Regions from separate parts of the Mus musculus genome. Here region 2 is linked to region 1. The links are chromatin contacts, called in public promoter capture Hi-C maps. All regions are on one chromosome and are shown on one strand. The core of a region is the stretch at or near the end of the contact, and the rest is flanking DNA. Distances in the headings are between cores, read along the strand shown.

Region 1 (6,405 bases), core at 1,282-3,781:
AACCATGTTCGTCTCAGCTTAAAATGGGAAGCCAAAAATAAGTTTAAAAGCAACAGAGGCTGAAGGCCTACTTTAATGGTAGAATGCACTGGAATAGGGACTAGCTCAGTGGTGGAGCACTTGCCTAGCACAGAGGCCCTGATTCCTTCGAAAATGAAACACAAACAAACAGCATAATAAAAAGAAATAAATTAGGCAAGACAAAACTAAAAAACCAGTTGTATAGAATCTAAAGGTTTCAGTGGCACTTTCTCAAGACAGAAGCATCTGATGGGTCTGACATGATTGGAAAGTCAACCTCTGAATGTGACGTGACACTCTGGAATACAGACAGCTTTCTACCACAAAATGTCAGTGTTCTCACGAAAATGACAGATGGGCCTAAAGCTTTATTATAGCTAGAATTTTTTTTTTAACTTTTAAAGAATAAACACAACAGTTGTTTTTTACCTCCACAGGCTGATTTCTGCCCTTCTGAATTACTGGGCATAAAAATGAGAGTGTTCTTCTCAATCACTTGTATAAAATGGTCTGGAGACGAGCTAGCACAGTGCTTCCAGTTGCAGCAGTTACTCACTGTCATCTATCTGTTTTGCTGTGAGATCTAAAACGGAGGTCCATGTGTCCCCAAGGCTGTGCTCAAGGTAGCAGGTCTCACTTCCTAATGTTCATCTCAACTATAAAATTATTTTCATAGCTACTTCATAAGCAGTTTTGCTAGTTATAAATCATTACGTAAGCATCTGATATGCAGGATATGCGATGTGCAACCAGCAAAGCGGTCAGGACCCACAGGTTGAGAGGCACTGCTCTAAGGGCTCCTAATGAAAATGATGTCCACCACCCAGCAGCTTCAATATAAGCCATCTTTTTGCTAACAGTGGACCAAGAATGACTTTCTTCACTAAATCTGTAGGGTTGTATGATCAAAAAGTGTATGATTAAGAAGAATTGAGGAAACTTGACTGGGGATGCATTATGATGCTACAGGTCAAATATATTTAAAATAATAATGTCAGGGCTGGAGAGATGACTCGGCAGTTAAGAGTACTGACTGCTCTTCCAGCGGTCCTAAATTCAATTCCCAGCAACCACATGGTGGCTCACAACCATCTTTAATGGGAGCCCTCTAATGTTGTGACTGAAGACAGCTACAGTGTTCTCATATAAATAAAATAAATAAATCTTTAAAAAAAAGATTTAAAAATGTTATTAAATGTATAATACATGGGAAATAATTATAATAGTGTATGCCTTAATTTTTTTAAAATTAAATAATCTGCCAGGGAGTGGTGGCACAGAGGCAGAGGCAGGCGGATTTCTGAGTTTGAGGCTAGCCTGGTCTACAGAGTAAGTTCCAGGACACCCAGGGCTACACAGAGAAACCCTGTCTCAATCCCCGCCCCCCAAAAAAAAAGAGAAAGAAAAATTAACCAATTACTTATATTCAGTGTAGGAAAGCTTAACACCTATTGGGTTGGTCTTGTATGTCAGTGCTGGGGTGGGAACCTGAGGCCTGGTACGTGCCAGCAAATGATATGCTATGAGATACAACTCCAATGAAGGTTTTTTTTAAAAAAAAAATGTAAATAATTATATTAGATTCACTAATACTTTCCAGTATCTAGTACTTTTACCTATCAAACTACTAACATTTAGAATAATGGATTAGCCAGGCATAGTTGCACTTGGATAGCACCTTTAATCCCAGAGGCCGGGGGGGGGGGGGGTAGTTTCAGAACAGCTGGGGCTATATAGAACCCTGTCTTGGAAAGAAAAAAAGTAGATATAAGCTGGGCTTGGCGTGCCTTTTATGTCAGCACACGGGAAGCAGAGGAAAGCACTCTCTGTGAATTCCAAGCCAGCTAGAGCTTCAGTGAAACTGTCTCAAAACAAGCGAGCTAGCAAAAATCCCAAGAAAAAAAGAATACTGAGGGTGCTTGGCTGGTAACTTTAGCTAGTCCTCAGGAACCATGCAATAGCGGAAGAAAAGAACTGACTCCATAAAGTTGCCCTCTAACATCCACACTTGCTGTGGCATATCTGTCTCCTCCTTATCTCTCCTTATCTCTCTCTCTCTCTCTCTCTCTCTCTCTCACACACACACACACACACACACACACACACACACACACACACACACCTCTTAAAAACAAACTTTAGCTGGGCAGTGGTGGTGCATGCTTTTAATCCCAGCACTTGGTAGGCAGAGGCAGGGGGATTCTTGAGTTCAAGGCCAGCCTGGTCTACAGAGTGAGTTCCAGGACAGCCAGGGCTACACAGAGAAACCCTGCCTTGAGAAACCAAACCAAACCAAACAACAAAAAAACCAAACTTTAAAGAAATGGTGTGTGTGTGTGAAAAGACAGTGAATAAGAAAAGCCCTTTTAAGAAACACATGTATTGTGAGAATTTAACTATAAATGGTTAAATAAATTTTTTAAGTGTAGGAGTATTTTGACTGTACTATGTATATGTGTACCATGTTTGTGCCTGCAGAGGCCAGGAGAGGGTGTTAGATACCCAGGGACTGGAGTTAGGACAGTTGTGAGCCACCATGAGGACATCTTTGTTGACTACCGGCATGCCAAGCCTAGCTTTTATCTTTGGGTGGAAACCACACCTGGTTCCCCTGGACGACCCACCAGTGATCTTAACCACTGAGTTACCTCTCCAGCCTCAGGTTAATTTTGACAACAAAGACAACAAAGGCAGCAACTTATGTAAGAAATTGAAAGGCCAGAAAGAAAATGCTTTTGAGCTCAAAATTTATGTGGATTCCCTCAGCCACAGCCCCAAGACGTGTCTCTTCATCTAGCCCAGCCTGATCGTCAAGGTTTACAGATATTCATGCCACAGTCTCCCTGAGTGCTGGGACACAACATGCAGCACCACATTTAGCAATAGTTTTGTTTCTCTTCATGATGCCCAAAGAAATGCTGTAGGAAAATTATTCTAGAAATTAACTACTGCAGGACAAGGACGGCTAGATCCGACCTGTGGTTTGGCTTTCTTGGCATTACCTCTCAGTTTTGGTAGCAGGTGTTGAAATTCTTCCAGCGGGTAGGCTTCATCCACTCCGGTTAAGGCTATTGCTCCATCTGTGCCAGATCGAGGGCCATCCCACAATTCTCGGCCAGGATCTCTCCGAGGCACAAAAAGCATGGCCTTATGGGATGGTAACTGCTTCCCAGAGAAGCTCTGAAGGACCAGAATGCTATCAGGCTCTTGGAATCCACAGAGATACAGGAAGTTGTTGTCTTGATGGAATGTGTAGGGGATGTCGTTGCTCATATAGTACGTAGGGTTAGAGAGTACCACCACTGTGTGGTCTGTTCCACTGTGCCCTTGTGCTTCTTTGTGGACCAGAGCCATAAGTTTATGTCTTCGAAGTGCATATTCCACCTGAGATAGCCCTGGTGTCACCTCCCCTAGAAATGACAAGAAAAGAAAAAGGTCAATTGATGCTCTGAATGGCTCTATTGCTGAGTAACTAAAGTCACTACTATTAGATGGAGACATATACACAAGGAATTAAGATAATCCAGGTTCTTATTTCACTGCACTATTGTAGTCAAATGTGATTACATTGGAAAAATTGTGGTTATGACCTTATAAGATTTAGATCTTAGGTTCCTCCTTTCATCATCTAATCAAGTAATATTTTAAAACTATTTAATTTATTTTTCCTGTATGGGTGTTTGCTTGCATGAATGTCTGTGTACCATGTGTGTGCTGGGGCTCTCAGAGGCTAGCAGCTGTTGGGTCCCCTGAAACTGTAATTACAGATGATTGTGTACCGCCAGGTCATGGTGGGAACTAAACCTGGATGGTTTACCTGGTGGGAACTAAATAGGCAGTGCTCTTTTTTTTTTTTTTTTTTTTAAATTAGGTATTTTCCTCATTTACATTTCCAATGCTATCCAAAAAGTCCCCAATACACTCCCCCCCACTCCCCTACCCACCCACTCCCACTTTTTGGCCCTGGCGTTCCCCTATACTGGGGCATATAAAGTTTGCAAGTCCAATGAGCCTTTCTTTCCAGTGATGGCCGAGTAGGCCATCTTTTGATACATATGCAGCTAGAGTCAAGAGCTCTGGGGTACTGGTTAGTTCATATTGTTGTTCCACCTATAGGGTTGCAGATCCCTTTAACTCCTTGGGTACTTTCTCTAGCTCCTCCATTGGGGGCCCTGTGATCCATCCAATAACTGACTGTGAGCATCCACTTCTGTGTTTGCTAGGCCCCGGTAGGCAGTGCTCTTAGCTGCTGAACTTTCTCTTCAGTCTCTTTTTTTTCTTTCTCTTTTATAAATAAATTATAAAATTATTTATTATTATTATTATTATTATTTATTTATTTTTTGTAGCTGTCTTCAGTCGCATCAGATCCCATTACAGATGGTTGAGAGCCACCATGTGATTGTTGAGAATTGAACTCACGACCTCTGGAAGAGCAGTCAGTGCTCTTAACTGCCGAGTTATCTCTCCAGCCCCCTCTTCAGCCTCTTATAGAGCATGATTATGTGGTATGAACTGTTAGGCATATAGTCAAAGTTTCCCTGAAATTTCAATATATTAAATACATCTTGATACATTATTTCTATATGACTTCCCTATAAAATGAATGCAACTTCCACAAGGACATAGATTTCTGTCTGTTCAACATATTACCAAGGTAGACTTGGTAAATGTTTCCTTATGGTCTATAGGTTTTGTTATACAATTGGTAAAAAATTTTCTCCAATTTCAAGATCTCTTAATAAAAATAATCTCAGCCAGGTGGCAGTGGTGACCACCTTTAATCCCAGTACTCAGGAGGCAGAGGCTGGTGGATCTCTAAATTTGAGGTCAATCTGGTCTACAAAGTGAGTTCCAGGGCTTCTATTTTGAAACCCTGTCTCAAAAACCAAACCAACCAACCAAACAAACCAAACCAAAACCCAAACAAACCAACCAAAGAATATTTCTGAATTCCTAAGGCACTTTATATCTTTTTAGCAAGAGCTGTCACCCTTTATCTTATATTTATGGTAAGCCAGGCATATTCACTAAAAGTCACAGTAATACTATCCATTTGTTGAGGCTGTTGTGAAAATCAAATACAGCCTGTAGCTTCCCTTTTCTCCCCTTTTCATTTGGACTTACATTCACTATCCATTCATGAACTCACTGTGGGAGGGTGGACATTTACATGACACAGCATGATCTGCAGGATCAGGCCTCTCCTACCAGGCTGCTCCCAGAGACTGTTGGGTTTCAAGGCTTGACCCTTTTCCCTTCTTAGATTTTTATCATTTATTTTATTTTACTTTGAGACACGGTTTCTCAGTGTAGTCCCGGCTGTCTGGAAACTCCCTCTGTAGAGCAGAGTGGCCTCGAACTCAAGAGACTCACTGAGTGCTGGGATTACAAGGGTTGTGCCACCACTGCCAGGCTTAGTTTCTTTCTTTTGTATGAGTGAGTTTTTTCTCTTTTTTCTTTTTTGCATGTTTGTATGTACACTTATGTCCGGTCTGGTGCCAAAGAGGCCAGAGGACACCAGATCTTCTGGAACTACAGTTATAGATGGTTCTAAGCCTCCATCCAGATCCTCTGAAGTAGCAAAATATGCTCTAAAATACTGAGCCCCATACATATGGTTCTTAAGGATAACACCCAAGGGGATCTCTTGAAAGCTATGAACTCTTTCTCTTCTCTAACCTGCATATGGGTACATACAAACTTCAGACATAAAAGTTCAAAGGGCTAGATTTCCATCTCTGTCTGTCTCCCTTAACTCAACTAAAAGCTGTTGGAAAGGGTTGTGTGTTTATGCCTGGGTGAAGCTTTACCAAATAGAAATTGCCTATTTCCATTCTATATCACAAAGCAAAAGAACCAATGAAGCAATCACTTAGGGATTGAATAGTGGGATGGCTCAGTGGTCAAGAGTGGACATGCTCTTGTAGAAGACTTAAGTTAGGTTTCTAGCTCCCCATGACAGATGGCTCCAACTGCCTATAACTCTAGCTCACGGGGCTCCAATGCCTCTGGCATCCAAATATGGACTCATGGACACATATTCACACAACTAAAAAATAAAAACTTAAAAATGAAGAAAGAGGGGCTGGCGAGATGGCTCAGTGGTTAAGAGCACCGACTGCTCTTCCGAAGGTCCCGAGTTCAAATCCCAGCAACCACATGGTGGTTCACAACCATCCAAAATGAAATCTGATGCCCTCTTCTGGAGTATCTGAGGACAGCTACAGTGTACTTACATATAATAAATAAATAAATCTTAAAAAAAAATGAAGAGAGAGTAATTTGCCAAAGCATACCCCTTCAGCTTTCACTTGCTGTTGCCAATAGCCTCTCCTGAGAAAGAAAAATATTCCATGTTCAAGAGCACTTTGACCAATGGCA
Region 2 (6,405 bases), core at 1,984-4,483, 470 kb before region 1:
CACTTGTCTCAGCCATATGCAAAGATGTGGGAGTAGCAATCCCTAAAGAGCCACAGGTTAAGAAATAACTCATGAAGGTGAGTAACACAGAATTCATGGTGGTGAGCATGGTGCAGCCACACATGTAGTTACCGTCCAGGAGGAGAGGTTAATGTAGATCTAAGGTCTACAGCCTCTCAGCCTCGAGTAAACTGTCTAGTGTTGGCAGTGTCTAGCACCACAATGAACCAGCTGGAACAATGACCTCACCAATCTATGAATGCTGCTAGGTAAATATGGGCTAAGAGTTGAGAAGCATATTTTGTTTGTCTGTTTGTTATGAGACAGGGTCCTGAATTGGGAACCTCCTCCTTCAGCTCCTAAATGCTGAAATTATAGGCATGTACCATCATACACCCAGCAGAAAAGTGTATGTTACGCTAGACTAACATTTATAACATCACATTAGGAATTCAACCATCTACATACACAACACATACAAACACTGAGGCCCAATTCTGTAGTCACCTAATCCTCAGTGACACAATCCCTGTGCCTACATAGCTCATTACATAGTGGAAAAGTACTGAGCATATGCTGGGAACAAAACTCCAAGTGGCCAGAGCAGCTCACCTGGACCTGAGTGCAGGGTGTGGGAAGACCAGGGAGATGAAACAGGCAGATTAGAGAGCTAAGCTGCAGAGGAGCTGGGTCTGCCAGACCAACAGGGCAAGGGACGGGGCTCCATCTGAATGCAAGCTGCTGACAGCTTGACACTGAGGGACAGAAAAGTAAAGCCACGAGACACACACGGTGTGATGGTTTGGATAATAATAGCCCCCAGAGGCTCATACGTTTCAGTGCTAGTCACCAGTAAGTGGCACCATTTGCAAAGATTAAAAGGATCAGGAGGTGTGGCCTTGTTAGAGGAAGTGTGTCACTGAGGTAGGTGGCCTTTGAGATTTCAAAAGCCCATGCCAAGCCCAGAGTCTTGATCTGTCTAGGGATCACAATGTAGATCTCAGCTGCCGCTCCAGCACCTGCCTACACGCTGCCATGCTTCCTGCCATGATGAAAACGGACTAAACCTCTGAAGCTGTAAACCAGCCCCAGTTAAATGTTTTCTTATAATAGTTGCATTGGTCACAGTGTCTCTTCACAGTAATAGTACAGTGATTAAAACACATGGTTCCTGGAAATGTTTTTTAAGAGTCATGCTGAATGCTTAATAGGTGACAAAGAGCAGGCCACCACTCACAGCCCCACATTTTGGCATAAGAGCTGCCAAAGTGGCCTAAGCCTGTGACCTAAAATGGAATTGGGGATACCTGGATTGGGGTGTTCTCCATATCAACAGGCTAACCAAGGATAGGTCTATGTGCCTTTCTGCCCCATTGCAGAGAGACACTCTGGTCCTCAGAGATGTGCAACCCTGGCAGATCTGTCCTAAAGGACAATGCAGCAATCCATTCTTGGCTCTGGTTTCAGAGATGGGCATAGCCAGGGACCTAAGCACAGTCAGCCTGGCTCAGCTCCTCTAGAAGGAAGCAGTATCAAGGCCTGGGATGGAGTAGGGAGAAGAGCCATCCTGGAAGTGCAGAACAGATCCCACACATACAGGAAGGATGGCTAATAGACACGAACCAGGCTAGTCCTCAACAGTTGCCTTTAATGGAAGGAAGGCTGTACCTCCCTCATACACACACATGCAACAACTTTTTTTTTTTTTTTTGAGTCAAGGTCTTAATATGTAGTCCAGTCTGGCCTTGAACTCACAAAGATCTACCAGCCTCAGCCCCCCACCCCCTATTTTGGGACAAAAGGTGTGTGTTCCCCTGCCTGGCTGACTTTCATCTCTTTGAGAAAGGGTTTCACATTGTAGGTCAGGCTCTTTAGAACTCAGCTTTGTAGCCTAGGATGCCCTCAAGCTCACAACAACCTCTTGCTGCAGCCTCTTGAATGCTGGGATTACAGGTGTGCCTACTAAACATGGCTTTATGGACCGAATTATCTTCTGAAATAAACACCAGTTTGGTGTTCCCTTTCAGTACTTCCATCCTGCAGAGTTCCACTGTGCAGGAACTAAGCAGTGGTCTGGGCAGGGATGGGACGTGCTCTCCCTACTGATACAGGTGGTAGAGCATCATGGAATAGCAGAGCATCATGGTGGAGCAGGCCCACATCCCTACTGCACAGTTATCCAGGAGCTCTCACTGGGTGAGGATATTAATCATAATTCAAAGTATGTTATAACAGAACCTCACTTCACAAGGTCATGGTAAGTACTAGTAAGTTAATATCCTGATAATTTTTATATTTCTTATGGGAAATAGCTCAATTGGCATAGTGCTTGCTATGCATTCAATACTCCAGCACCATAAAAAATTATAATTATTTTTATTTTAAAAATACTTTAAAGCCAGGCGTGGTGGTGCACGCCTTTGATCCCAGCACTCGGGAGGCAGAGGCAGGCGGATTTCTGAGTTCAAGGCCAGCCTGGTCTACAGAGTGAGTTCCAGAACAGCCAGGGCTACACAGAGAAACCCTGTCTGGAAAAACCAAACCAAACCAAAACAAACCAAAAAAAAAAAACCAAAAAACTTTTAGATTGATTTCTGTATCTGAACATTTTGTTCCTATATCTGTCTACACCTCATGAGTACCTGGTGCCTGTGAAAGTCAGAACAGGGCTTTGCATCCCTGGATCAGCTCGCTATAAATAACTGGTCTTAACGCTTATGAGAAAGACAGTACACACAAAAACATTTTAATCCATGTAACTCAGTAGTACATCCAAGATTCCCCAACACCATATAAAGAACTACAGGCATGAATCAACAAATCTAACTTCTATCCCTTCCACCAAACATGGTCTACAGCATGTTGTAAACCGCACTTGTCTACCTCTCCCCCGTTACCCAGGATGACATGGCCACCAGAACTCTTGCTCAGCTCTCCCAAGCCTCATGTCAGCAGCAGGCCTGGAACATGCTGCCCCGTTCCCAGGGTGCATCCTGGGCTTGGGGCCCTTATAAAGGGAAGTTAAGCTGTGTATTACCTGGTGAATGATCCCAGATCCAGGCCTCCAGAAGCCCACACCATACTTGGCACCTGCAGTTGCCAGGAAATTATACACTTCCTGGTTTATGTCCTATTAAAAAACAAATCAATAACCAGAGCATTAGCTTGAGCTGTGATGATCTCATACTCTGTACTCTGCCCGCCATGGCACTGACATGCTGGTACTGTGAAGACAAGTCTTCTATTGCTGGGCTTCTAAAAATAATCCAGTGGGCTTGGCCATTGGCCTGGGGATTCAGTGGGCAAGCCCAGGGAGAAAGACAGGGGAGTAGACTGCTCTGGTGCTATGACACCTGGCCAGGGTGGTGATTTGGGAACAAGTCTGCCTTGCTCGCTGCCTGTTTCCTTGTAGAAGTAATAGGGTAGGCTAATTGCCAAGGGCTTGTCTGGCACTCAGTTTTCTAGTGAGGGCCAAAAACAAAGGGCTATGCCATGTCTATGAAGGTACAGGGTGATGGGGACTATCAAAGGGAAACAAAGGGACCAAGAGGACATCTTAGTTTTGCTTCTCCACTGAGTGGTGGGTACCTGTCTAGACTCTCAGCTAACACTTATTGATTGCAAATAATATTGTGGTAAACGGCCCCACAGCCCACTGCTGTCAAATCGACTTTAGATATGGAAAACCAGAGGCTCCAGTAAGGCCTGTCCAACTACAGACCTGGAGAATCCTGACATAATCCAAAGCTGTTGCCTCTGAAAAGGGTGTAAGATTCCACCCTTTCAGAAGGGTAGGTGCTCAGTTTCAGGGTTTATTGTGTTTAAGGCCCTACCTGGTTAGACACTGAACTGAAAAGGATGGGATCCAATATTCCCATTCCACCTGGCATTTGAAGGCAAACTTTATAAAATGAAGCACGACCGTGGACACATGAGGCTGACCAGTGAGTGACAAGAGGAACAGTGCCATGGGAGACTCTAGTGTTGAAAAGAGGAGCAGGTCCACACTTGATAAAAAACCTGAAACCAATTTCATTTAAACTCAAACCAGCCAGTTCATCCTTCTGAGAGTCCACTTGGTTCCCCAGATGAAAGAATGACAGGCAAGTTGTAACCAGAGAGGCCCCTTCCTTATTAATAATTAACACATTGGCCTTGTCTTTTACAAACCAGCTACTTGCAAAACTGGGACACATGGCAGGAGGGTGGGTATGACACTGAAATGGCCTGGCACTTTCTCTGGCTGTGTGATGCTAGACAGATCACTACTTGTCTCTGGGCTAGCTAGAGATTATAAATACATGCAGAACTGACCTATCGATCCCCTTCTAAATCTTCACATCATCTCTCTGATACTCGGGTTGAAAGTAAGCCACAGAGTAGTGAGAATTAGGAGCTTTAAGAGACTTTGCCCTCACGAATGCAAATTAACACTGTGACTATGGAGTGGCATCATATTATGGGAGTCAGGCTTGCCTGGTCTTCCCAGCTCCCCACATTTGCTTGCCCTTCCACCCACGATAGCACAAAGGTTCCTGCCCGGTGCCCTGGACTTTCCATCCTTCAGAATAGAGACAAAATGAACTTCTAGAGCATAGAGCTTCCCTCATCTCTAATGTCCTGTTAGGACAGCAGAAAACCAAGACTAAGGCAGGGTCTACCCATGACTCTGGATAGCAGAAACAGTCTTTCTCTGCCTGCCTCATTGTCTGTCTTTCCACAGGGCTCAAGTTTGCAGACCCCTTTTCATTGTATAAGTTAAGTTTCTAGTTGTCTTAGGGCCATTTTATATTCAACACTCATTCAATATGTTTGTTTGTTTGTTTGTTTAGAAGGAGGGTAGTGTAAAGATGGGGCGATCCATGCATCCATCCATCCAGCATGAGACAGGGTCAAGGGCTCATAAAGTCTAGGCTGGCCTCAAACGGACTGTCAAGTGGGGAATGATTCTGAACTCTTGATCTCCACCACAGGTGCTAGAATTACAGCCATGCTCCACCACCACCCAGGCCTTGGCTAATCGGTCTGGAATCCCTTTCTCCAGTTATCTGTTTAGGTGTCAACTTATAGCCCACCCTCAAGAGCTCCCAGCCCTTTCCCAAATCTCCATCAGACCCCTGTCTTATAATTTACAGAGCCTGCACATTCCCTGCCCTTGCCATGACTGTTCTCTCTACAGAACTGTGAGATCCGAGGGAGGGAGGACCATACCCATCGAGTTCCCACTCAACAGTTCCTTCTACAGCACTTAACATACAGTGAATATTCAGTAAACATTTGTTGAATACAAGAAGGGATGAGATCTGTAATCTATGGTCTATGGTCAAATCTGTACCACAATTGTGGTCCTGCAGGGAAGTTTTCCCCAGGGTCTCTGGTCTGTGCAGCTTCTGGTCCAGCAAAGACATGTAACATGATCACCCCTCCACAGGTAGAATGGAAGTTGCAAGTCTGTAGACAGGACTTTATTTTGGCTGAGTAGAAAGCGCTACTGTCCCCCTAGGACACCATGGGTGGGTAAGGGTGGAGAAAGGCTAGAATGGGAAGATTGGCTGCCCTCAGAGTTCCCCATGGGTCTGAGAGGCTCCATGAGCCAGGCTGACCACGGTAGTTCAAGCACTTTCAATCACATGCTCTGCTCTGGGCCAGCTGGGCCTTAGGCCTGCCAGCATTCACCTCTTGCCAATGCCCCACAAAGAACACCTACTCCCACTGCCAGGGTGGGGAGCAGCAAGACCCAGGGTTGGGAAGGAGAAGCCAGATCTGAGAGTAGCATATAGGAAGGTACATAAGCTTGGATGCTTAGGAGAAGGAAGAAGCACAAATTAGATTTCACAGTAAAAATGGGGAATTCAGTGCTGAGTAGCAGTTTCAGAGCCACGAAGCCTTTGGAATTTTGTGACTGTTTCTTAAAACTCACAAAAGAAGAAAGGTCCTGGAAGAGGGCTGTCGGCATATAGTTCTATCGTGGGAACAAGAGAAAGTCTATAGCTCCTGCAGCTGTGAGATTCAATTCTGTGCTGCTACACACAGGGACCTCCATCCTTTCCCAAGTCTGATTCCCATGGGCCAGAAGAGAGCAGGAGAGAGGACATGTGTGGCACGACAGAGATATATGAAATGAGCTGTTAGGAAAGAAAGGACTCTGACTCCAGGACCAGCAGTGTGTACCAGCACACCGGGATCTGCAGTACTGTCTATTGTTGTTTTCTTTTGTGTTGGCTTTGTGAAAATAAGGATTCTCCGTGTAGCCCTGGCTGTCCTGAAACTCACAATGTAAAACAGGCTGGGCTTCGTCTACCTCCCAAGTGCTAGGATTAAAGTTGTGAACCACCATTGTGCTTATTTATTATAAAAGTGTGTGTGTGTGTGTGTGTTCTTGAATGGAGGTACCAACAGAGGCCA

The links. Capture Hi-C pulls out chosen DNA fragments and counts their contacts.
Region 2: a contact with region 1 is called in a promoter capture Hi-C map of liver. The contact joins two enhancer-like sites. A contact is called at or near these places in 1 of 484 Hi-C or Micro-C datasets (the P5424 cell line), 3 of 115 datasets of contacts at active chromatin or transcription factors (bone marrow-derived macrophages, epiblast stem cells and large pre-B cells) and 1 of 9 other capture datasets (liver).

Annotation. Positions count from the first base shown.
Region 1 is chr15:81,424,302-81,430,706 of GRCm38.p6, reverse strand. It overlaps Xpnpep3 (X-prolyl aminopeptidase 3, mitochondrial), which reads right to left. Exons shown (of 10, transcript NM_001347075.1): 3 at 3,024-3,431; 4 at 1-17. Among named protein-coding and RNA genes, the nearest start is that of Gm17025, 5.8 kb to the right of the region's middle. Within about 2 kb of position 2,531, at least 1 of the 459 cell types and tissues checked has an H3K27ac peak or open chromatin away from gene starts, as enhancers often do. A contact at or near this core is called in liver, where this site is marked.
Region 2 is chr15:81,895,854-81,902,258 of GRCm38.p6, reverse strand. Aco2 (aconitase 2, mitochondrial) reads right to left here. Exons shown (of 18, transcript NM_080633.2): 4 at 3,038-3,130. Among named protein-coding and RNA genes, the nearest start is that of Aco2, 27 kb to the right of the region's middle. Within about 2 kb of position 3,233, at least 18 of the 459 cell types and tissues checked have an H3K27ac peak or open chromatin away from gene starts, as enhancers often do. A contact at or near this core is called in liver, where this site is marked.